2 separate regions of the Mus musculus genome follow, and region 1 is linked to region 2. The links are chromatin contacts, called in public HiChIP or PLAC-seq maps. All regions are on one chromosome and are shown on one strand. The core of a region is the stretch at or near the end of the contact, and the rest is flanking DNA. Distances in the headings are between cores, read along the strand shown.

Evidence for each region. HiChIP or PLAC-seq counts read pairs in DNA pulled down with a chosen protein or histone mark.
Region 1: a contact with region 2 is called in an H3K27ac HiChIP or PLAC-seq map of embryonic stem cells, with 23 times the contacts expected there. The contact joins two enhancer-like sites. A contact is called at or near these places in 1 of 484 Hi-C or Micro-C datasets (embryonic stem cells), 6 of 115 datasets of contacts at active chromatin or transcription factors (embryonic stem cells and stem cell-derived neural progenitor cells) and 1 of 9 other capture datasets (embryonic stem cells).

What each region holds. Positions count from the first base shown.
Region 1 is chr1:101,917,479-101,921,882 of GRCm38.p6, forward strand. No RefSeq gene overlaps it. Among named protein-coding and RNA genes, the nearest start is that of Gm24122, 190 kb to the right of the region's middle. Within about 2 kb of position 1,588, at least 4 of the 459 cell types and tissues checked have an H3K27ac peak or open chromatin away from gene starts, as enhancers often do. A contact at or near this core is called in embryonic stem cells, where this site is marked.
Region 2 is chr1:101,753,925-101,758,777 of GRCm38.p6, forward strand. It overlaps the pseudogene Gm18969. Among named protein-coding and RNA genes, the nearest start is that of Gm24122, 350 kb to the right of the region's middle. Within about 2 kb of position 3,382, at least 9 of the 459 cell types and tissues checked have an H3K27ac peak or open chromatin away from gene starts, as enhancers often do. A contact at or near this core is called in embryonic stem cells, where this site is marked.

The sequences.
Region 1 (4,404 bases), core at 338-2,837, 160 kb after region 2:
AAATATTAATGTATGGGTTAGAGAGGATGCCAGACTCCAGGAGGTGGGTTTCCGTGAAACTCTTTGCCTCGTGAGTAGCTTCTAAGCCTCTTGACCTGTCAAGCTGACTTGACCAGAGTGCTTGGCATTTGGTGACAATCATCTTTAGAATCTCAAGTGACAGTTGCATCCCCCATTTTGAAGCAACATAGCAATTGAGGGAGTGCTGTTTGCTAAGTATTCTGGAGTCAGTTTTCTTAAGCAATACCTGTGAGTGCTTATTGTGCTGTGAAAACTGTGTCATTAGTAACAGAAGCCTTGAAGGCAGATTTTATAACCAGGTTTTTTCATGTTGCAGAGTTATAAGCATGTGGCTTCTTAAAAAATAACTTTTAATTGCCACCTTTTAAATGACTCGCTGTTGCATTTATTTTTGTGTAGTATGTATCTATTTGTATGAATTTTTGATTTTCGCATACTCTGTCTCAAACATGAGTATTTATCTCCACAGGAAAAAATGAATGCTTACCTAGTTACAAAAGTTATAAGTTTGTAATTAAGCACAATGAAAACAATGTCAGGCTACATGGACTTCAGCCATAACACAGATATTACAAGTCTATCATGAGCATGCAATTACATACCAGTGATAAAATCCTTTGGAAATACCCCAATCTGGGTTTTAATGATATTAAATAATACAGTGTTTCTTTTGGTTATTTCCTAAGGAAACTGGTTCATTTTGAATATAGATATAGGCCACTGTAAAATTAAGAAAGTATTATATATTCAAATTCTTTGTCACAAGGAGCTATGGTGTGACTTGGTAGTTTGATGAAATGAGACCAGAAGTCATCATTTAAGAAGTTCTAATTCCAGTGATGTCACAGACAGGAGATCAAATATCTATTTAATTATCGTCATTTCTGTCCTGCCTATAAAATGCAGTCAGCACTTGTGATACATGTTTACTCCAAACTGAACAGTGGCAAATATCTTACTAAGGTTATTCATCTGCCATGGACCAGCCTCTCTTAATTGGTGGGGAATCAGGAGTTCCTGCAGGTGTGCATTGAGTAAGCAAGAATTGACAGACAAAGTTGGATGAGAGAGAGAGAGAGAGAGAGAGAGAGAGAGAGAGAAAGAGAGAGAGACAGAGAGACAGAGAGAGAGAGAGAGAGAGAGAGAGAGAGAGAGAGAGAGAGAGAGAGAGAGAGAAAGATAGAGCTGAATCAGAATGTTTTTTGTTCAAAATGAACACCAGACTTCTAATACAGAAGAAAAACAAGAAACTCAGGCCAACACATCCACCAAGTTACATTGGCACAAAAAAAAAAAAAAAAAAGAATGCATACATAAAAAGATGGAAGGAACCAGGCTTTGTTTACCACTGAGAATAGGAACAACCCTTAATTAAAAAGATCAGCTAAACACAGGAGCCAGGTGAATGCTCTGATGCAATGCTAGTCTATTGTTGAACCCACCACCAGGGGTTCTTTAGTAAATAGCTGATTATACTATTCTTCTCGGCCTAGTGAAGAAACCTACACCAGGGGAATTCCCTTCCACTAACCCTTTCATTCAAAAACCCACCTATTTGCTAGGCCATTGTGTATTCCTGTGTTTGGGTATGACTCCACTGGCTATTATCCTAAGTAATTACTATGCAGACTAGCCCTGAGCTTTTCTAGCTCTGTTCTTTGTAATGCCTATTTCATTTCACTGTCTCTGCTAGAAGTATATTTGAATGTTACTGAATAGGTAACATTCCTATTGAATTGCAAGCTCAGGGTTGGCTTCAAGGATTTTCTAGGAACCATTGGAACACTGGTGGAGGCTTAGCTATATGTCAAAATCAACCTTAAAGGCACTTATAATAAAACAATACTGAAAGAGAGCACACAAATCCAAACAACAGACTAAACACGAGGACAAGGTTTGAGTATATGGGCTATTGGAATGCCAAGGTTCCAGGAGGCTGTTTCCGTGAAACTCTTTGCCTTGTGACTGCTTCCAGGCTTTAGGCCTACCAAGCAGACTGCACTTGGAGTGGAATTAGCATTCATCTAATATTAGGCAAGTTACATTTTATTACGACAGAAGTATGGGGTGCCAAACATGAGGACTGCATGTGACATACACAGACATATTATTAATTTAATTTGTAAAAGAAACATTACATGATGAAATTTTAAATCCTAAAATGGGTTGAATTTTTCTGAAATAACTTGGAACAAGCACTAAGTACCCCTTTGAAATTTATTGCTGCTCATTATAAGAGTCTCAGAGGTATGTTATTGTGATAAGAATATAAAACTTCCTGATCTATATTTTTCACACTGGCTGGCTTTCAGAATATCTGTGAGAATCTTTATCAGGATGGTAAAGAGAAAGAGATATCAGACATTCAATTACCTGAACAAGCCAAATGGAAGAGTAATATGAAAAGTAAGTGCTGTTCTTGTGAAGCAGGAGAATGGCTGTACAGTGTTTTCTAAGATATTTTCAGCTACCAGAAGAAAGGGAACCTGTACTGCTCAGTTGGCAGACTCTTTCAATGTTCTCCGCTATCTAAACTAGCTCAGTTTGACCTTTAATGATCAAAATGAAATTGCTTTTCATTTCCTTCACTTAAGCTCCATATCTAAAGCAGATTAATACTTTCCAACTGTAAAATACAATTTAAGATCTAGAGCAGTGATTTCATAGTAAAAGAGCAGACTTAGGGAAAGATTAATGTCTACAGAAAAGCTCTGCTCTTACCTGTGTTCTCCTACTAAGAAATGGCCACTTTCTAAATTGTAGTCTTTCTTTTTCTTTGCCCATCTGTCCAATTGACCTCAGTTTTCTTTGAGTGAACTACTTTATGTTCCTGTATATATTTATGACAAAATGATATGATATGAGCATCTCTATTTTTTTTAAGTTGGAAATTCAATAACTTTCAGATGATAACCAAGACTATGGTGAAATGCAACTTGTGTGTGATAATTACTTACAATAAATAAGAAGATGGGGCATGGAATTATTTACCTAATAAGGCAGGAGACACTGTTTTTAGAATTTTAATGAGTACTAATTGGAACTAATTAGTGCCATTGTCCTAACTGGAAACAATACTAATATATAAAAACAAAACAAAACAAAACAAAACAAAACTTGTTCATTCACTAAAATATTGTCACAATTGCATTGTACATTGTACATTTACCTTGTAAAAGGTAAATGTACATTTACCTTGTAAAAGGTAACTAACTTTCCACAATATACTTGGTTTGTTAATAAGTACTTCAGTTTAATTACTAAGACAAGGCTTACCTGTAATTTGTACTCATTGTTAACTACAGATGCTACTTAATGGTTATTTCAGTGGTGTGTGTTTGAGAACAATGCACTTCAAAACTGGAGGACAACTATAATTATAATAACAGTTAAATGTGATTTTTAATTCCTACTTGTAGAGATAAACCATAGATATCCCATTGTACACACTTTACAATGACTGCTCAGCAAGATAGAATAAGTGATCTATTTAATATGAATAGATTTCAGATAGATACAACTTAACCATGTCCCCCAAATCACTCATCTAAGCAATGAGAAAAATCTTAATCCTGACCTCGATCCATGTTATACACAGATATCTTTGCAACAAATTAGTGCATGAAACTAGTTTGTATTGCATCTGTAGAAATACAGCCTCATAACATTAGCCTTGGAGAAGGGCATGAGCTAGCAGTATTCTACAAACTCGCTTACTGAGTCATACCTGAAAAAGAAAATGCCTAAGACATTCAGATCAAACTTGAAGCATCACATTGTTCAAAGAAAACAATCTTGTATCTGGGCTTGTATTTGGGTGGAGTATTAACTTTTCTTTCACAATTCTTTTCTTAAAAGCTTGATAAGTGGTGAAGAAAATTTTGAGGAGTGCTTTGGAATACACTGCTGTGTAAAAACAAGCACAGGACTGGTGCAGTAAATCTCCAAACCAAATATGCCCTGGCAATGAAAACACGACTCAATTAATATAAATACATGCTCTGTGTCTAGATGGGGCAGATCTCCCACTACACCACTATCTTCCACATCTGTGAGAACCCTTATTTTTTTTCTTTTTCCAATTTTTCATTAGGTATTTTCTTCATTTACATTTCAAATGCTATCCCAAAGTCCCCCATGCATCCTCCCCCGGTCCCCTAACCACAGACACCCACTTCTTGGCCCTGGTGTTCCCATGTACTGGGGCATATAAAGTTTGCAAGACTAGGGAGCCTCTCTTTCCAATGAGGGCCAACTAGGCCATCTTTTGCTACATATGCGGCTAGATACAGGAGCTCTGCGGGTACTGGTTAGTTCCTATTGTTGTTCTACCTATAGTGTTTCTGATCCCTTTAGCTCCATGGGCACTTTCTCGAGCACCTC
Region 2 (4,853 bases), core at 2,132-4,631:
CAAATGAGATACCATGGCCCCTTCCTAAGATTTTTTTTTCCCCAAGTCACTTCACTCTCTAGCACTGGTGCAAATGTGCATCTACTGGCCTTGCAAGGAGAAGACCATGTCATTGATGCTCACAGTATCACAGCCAAAGTGTGTGCTCAGCAGCCCTGTCTCAGGGTAGGTGATATTGAAGGTCTAGAATCTCTGGCAGAGCTTGTTAGCTGCAGCAATAGAAGCCAGCAGGCTGGGAAGGTGCACTCCACCACTAAACATTGCAGTCATAGTGGCCTGTGATGGCATTGGCTTGGAGGGCTACTTTGTCTGGGTTAACCCAGCCAGGTCCTTCTACTGCAATGGCCACGTGGGCCAAATGCAGGGCATCATCACAATGGCAAATCTCACTGCTAGTAAAGCAACTTAGAGGTACACCAGGTATGGCGCCTTCTTAATACACTTGGGAGACACTACTGAAGTGTTTCTGGGCAAGGTCCAGCAGCATCTGTCGTTCCACACCTCCAGCTGCAGTCAGCACCATTCAGTGATCTTTGTAATGCCTGTAGAGGTAGTCAGTCAAGTCTGTACGGGTCAGCCTCCTGATGTTCTCACTGGGCACCTCTACAACCTGGTCTAGAATCTCTGCATGATTTCTTTTTTCTTTTTTTTTATTAGATAATTTCTTTATATACATTTCAAATTTCAAATGCTATCCTGAAAGTTCCCTATACCCTCTCCCTGCCCTGCTCCCCTACCCACCCACTCCCACTTCTTGGCCCTGGCATTCCCCTGTACTGGGGCATATAAAGTATGCAATACTAAGGGATCTCTCTTCCCACTGATTGCCAACTAGGCCATCTTCTGCTACATATGCAGCTAGAGACACGAGCTCTGGGGGTACTGGTTAGTTCATATTGTTGTTCCACCTATAGGGTTGCAGACCCCTTCAGCTCCTTGGATGCTTTTTCTAGCTTCTCCATTGGGGGCCCCGTGTTCCATCTTATAGATGACTGTGAGCATCCACTTCTGTATTTGCCAGGCACTGGCATAGCCTCATATGAGACAGCTATATCAGGGTCCTGTCATCAAAACCTTGCTGGCATATGCAATAGTGTCTGGATTTGGTGGCTGATTATGGGATGGATCCCGAGGTGTGGTAGTCACTGGATAGTCCATCCTTTCCTCTTTGCTCCAAACTTTGTCTCTGTAACTCCTTCCATGGGTATTTTCTTCCCTATTCTAAAGAGGAACGAAGTATCCACCCATTGGTCTTTCCTCTTCTTGATTTTCTTGTTTTGCAAATTGTATCTTGGGTGTTCTGTGTTTCTGGGCTAATATCCACTTATTAGTGAGTGCATATCTAATGACTTCTTTTGTGATTGGGTTATCTCACTAAGGAAGATATCCTCCAGATTTGTCCAAGAATTTCATAAATCCATTGTTTTTAATAGCCGAGTAGTACTCCGTTGCATAAATGTACTACATTTTCTGTATCCATTCTTCTGTTGAGGGACATCTGGCTTCTTTCCAGCTTCTGGCTATTATAAATAAGGCTGCTATAAACATAGTGGAGCATGTGTTCTTATTAACAATTGGAACTTCTACTGGGTATATGCCCAGGAGAGGTATTGCTGGAACTTCTGGTAGTACTATGTCCAATTTTCTGAAGAACCGCTGGACTGATTTGCAGAGTGGTTGTACAAGCTTGCAATCCCACCAGCAATGGAGGAGTGTTCCTCTTTCTCCACATCCTCACCACCATCTGCTGTCACTTGAATTTTTGATCTTAGCCATTCTGACTGGTGTGAGGTGGAATCTCAGGGTTGTTTTGGTTTGTATTTCCCTGATGATTAATGATGTTGAACAATTTTTTAGGTACTTCTCAGCCATTTGGTATTCCTCAGTTGAGAATTTTTTGTTTAGCTCTGTGCCCCATTTTTTAATGGGGTTATTTGAATTTCTGGAGTCCAGCTTCTTGAGCTCCTTGTATATATTGGATATTAGTCCCCTATCAGATTTAGGATTGATAAAAATCCTTTCCCAATCTGCTGATGGCCTTTTGGTCCTATTGACAGTGAATTTTGCCTTACAGAAGCTTTTCAATTTTATGAGATCTCATTTGTCAATTCTTGATCTTACAGCACAAGCCAATGCTGTTCTGAGAATACCCAAAATTGAATGCACTGTCACCAATCAATCATTAGGAAAATGTTTTACAGGCAGATGTTGTGGAAGCATTCACTCAGTTGAAGTTCTCTTTTTTCAGATAGCTCTAGTTTGTGTGACAGGTTAGCATAAGACTAGGCAGCACAGGTATTATGCACAATAATATATATTATATAATATATGTATATGTACACACATACATACATATATATATATATTGTGTATATATGAATATAACTATATAATGTAATCTCTCAACCATTATTTTTTTTTTTCTCATGATTGGTCTACCTAGAATCTTTTCTGGTTCCACATGAAGTTAAGATAGTTTTATATGAGGCAAGATGGTGATTTTGATTGAGATTGCATGGAATCTGTGCATAGCTGTTGAGAGCTGGCCTGCGGCTCACATGGACTGGCTTTCACCTGGGAGGCAAGCCAGGGCTGAACAGAGAGGGGAACTAGGTGGTCAAGAGAAAAATGGAGCTAAGTCAAGTTTCCTGGTCAAAGCTCAAATGTTTAATAGAAAACTGTGCTTATAAAGGGGGGGTGCATTCCCCCTCTAATCTATTCTTGGAGCCTGGAACCAGCTGCAGGATAGGGTGTAGTCATCCGAATAGCTCAGAGGCCTCTCAGCAGGTAGCTATGTCTTGAAGTCAGATCAGTGGCAGTGGCTGAACAATAGAGTCTTCTAGGCAGGAAGGCTCCACCTTAGGTAATCTCCTTAGTGGCAGCAAGGTCAAGGTCTGGATCAGTCTGCTTCAGGCTTGGGGGGGGGTACATTTTCCCCCCTGTTTATAATATTAGAAATAGCTGGACTGAGGCATAAAATATATTTATGCTCTATAGTCTCTGCTTGGGAGTTATGGTGGCTGGTGGCTGCTCCTGACTTAGGAAATCTTAGATCTTCCCAAAGCATCAAAATGCCATCATGGAGGCTACGTGGAGCTTGTTTGTGTTTATTTCACACAAGACATGGTTCTGTTGTGTGTTATTAACGGCCACGGCCTCTTGGCATGCAACTCTGTCTTCAACTGTTATGGTTCTGAGATCTGGGTGCCCGTCTTTGACTGTCCGGCCCTCATTGCACACCTTATTCCCAATTCAGTCCAAAGCCACAATAAGTACTTAGAATGTTTCTTCAGAAAGATTAATAACTGCCACTTGCGCTGTTGGAGGTGAGGCTGCACACTTGCTGCAGTAAGGCTGAAGGGCATTGACGAACCTGTTTGAAAAACAGAGTGGAGACAGTGAAAGGAAACAGTATAAAAGCTTCTTTGATGAAGTAAAGGTACTCCATTCAATTGCAAATTAGCAATGATCAAGCTTAGACTATGAGCTCCTGGTGTGGGGGAGTGGCTTTGAGAATTGCAGAAAGGCTGCAGCTTCTCTGGGAGTGGAGGCTGTGCTTCAAATTAACTTTGCTAGTTAATTAAGATTTTAGCTATCTTCCCTAGGAATCTCTAATTCTGGAATTATTACTAGACCAGTCCAAGATTGACTTAGAATAACTGGTCACATTGAGGGAAGGAGAAGAATCACTATAACTCTTTCTTGTGACTAATCTTTCTAAGTCAGATTACACGGTCTCTAACTTTCTATGTCCCATCAGGTTTAAAAAGCTTGAAGCAAGGCAGCTTAGCTTGTCCAAACTGGGAAAATGGCAAACAAATGTGGGACAAAAACATACCCAATTCAGCTTTCTTGTCACTACAGTCAGGGCACTCAATGAACTCACCTGTCAGCTTGTCACATGAATAAGCTGTCATGTTTCAGCAGCATTCTGTGAAGAGAACCTATGCTTTTCCCCTTCTCAATAAGGTAGCTGTTCAGGATCAAGCTATATGCCAATAAGTACATCCTTTTCATCTCACCTAGACATGATTATGTCTGGTTTTAAGATACTATGAGGCATTTATTAAGTTCTTTGACATCCAAATTTCAAAATTCTTAAAATAATAGTATGATTTAAATAATGTGCATGGGGATATATTAAATAATGTGCACGGTGATATTAGAAATGCCATTCTTACAATATTAATGCTACTAATCCATGAACATGGAAATATTTCCATTTCCTAATGTCTTTATCTTTTTCTTCAGGGTTTTAAAGTTTTTAGTACAGAAAGTCTTCACTTCCTTCATTCTTAGGTATTTTATTTTGAAGCTGTTATAAAGTGAGGTGTATAAATGGGTGTTCATGTAAAGATTTGCATATGTTTTGCCCAGTGAATGTCACTCTTATGAGGTGTGGTCTTGTTGGAGCAGGTGTGTCACTGTGGGTTTTGGTTTTTTTTTTTTTTTTTTTCCATTTTTTATTAGGTATTTAGCTCATTTACATTTCCAATGCTATACCAAAAGTCCCCCTTACCCACCCACCCCCACTCCCCTACCCACCCACTCCCCCCCTTTGGCCCTGGCGTTCCCCTGTACCGGGGCACACAAAGTCTGCGTGTCCAATGGGCCTCTCTTTCCAGTGATGGCCGACTAGGCCATCTTTTGATACATATGCAGCTAGAGTCAAGAGCTCAGGGGTACTGGTTAGTTCATAATGTTGTTCCACCTATAGGGTTGAAGATCCCTTTAGCTCCTTGGGTACTTTCTCTAGCTCCTCCATTGGGAGCCCTGTGATCCATCCATTAGCTGACTGTGAGCATCCACTTCTGTGTTTGCTAGGCCCCGGCATAGTCTCACAAGAGACAGCT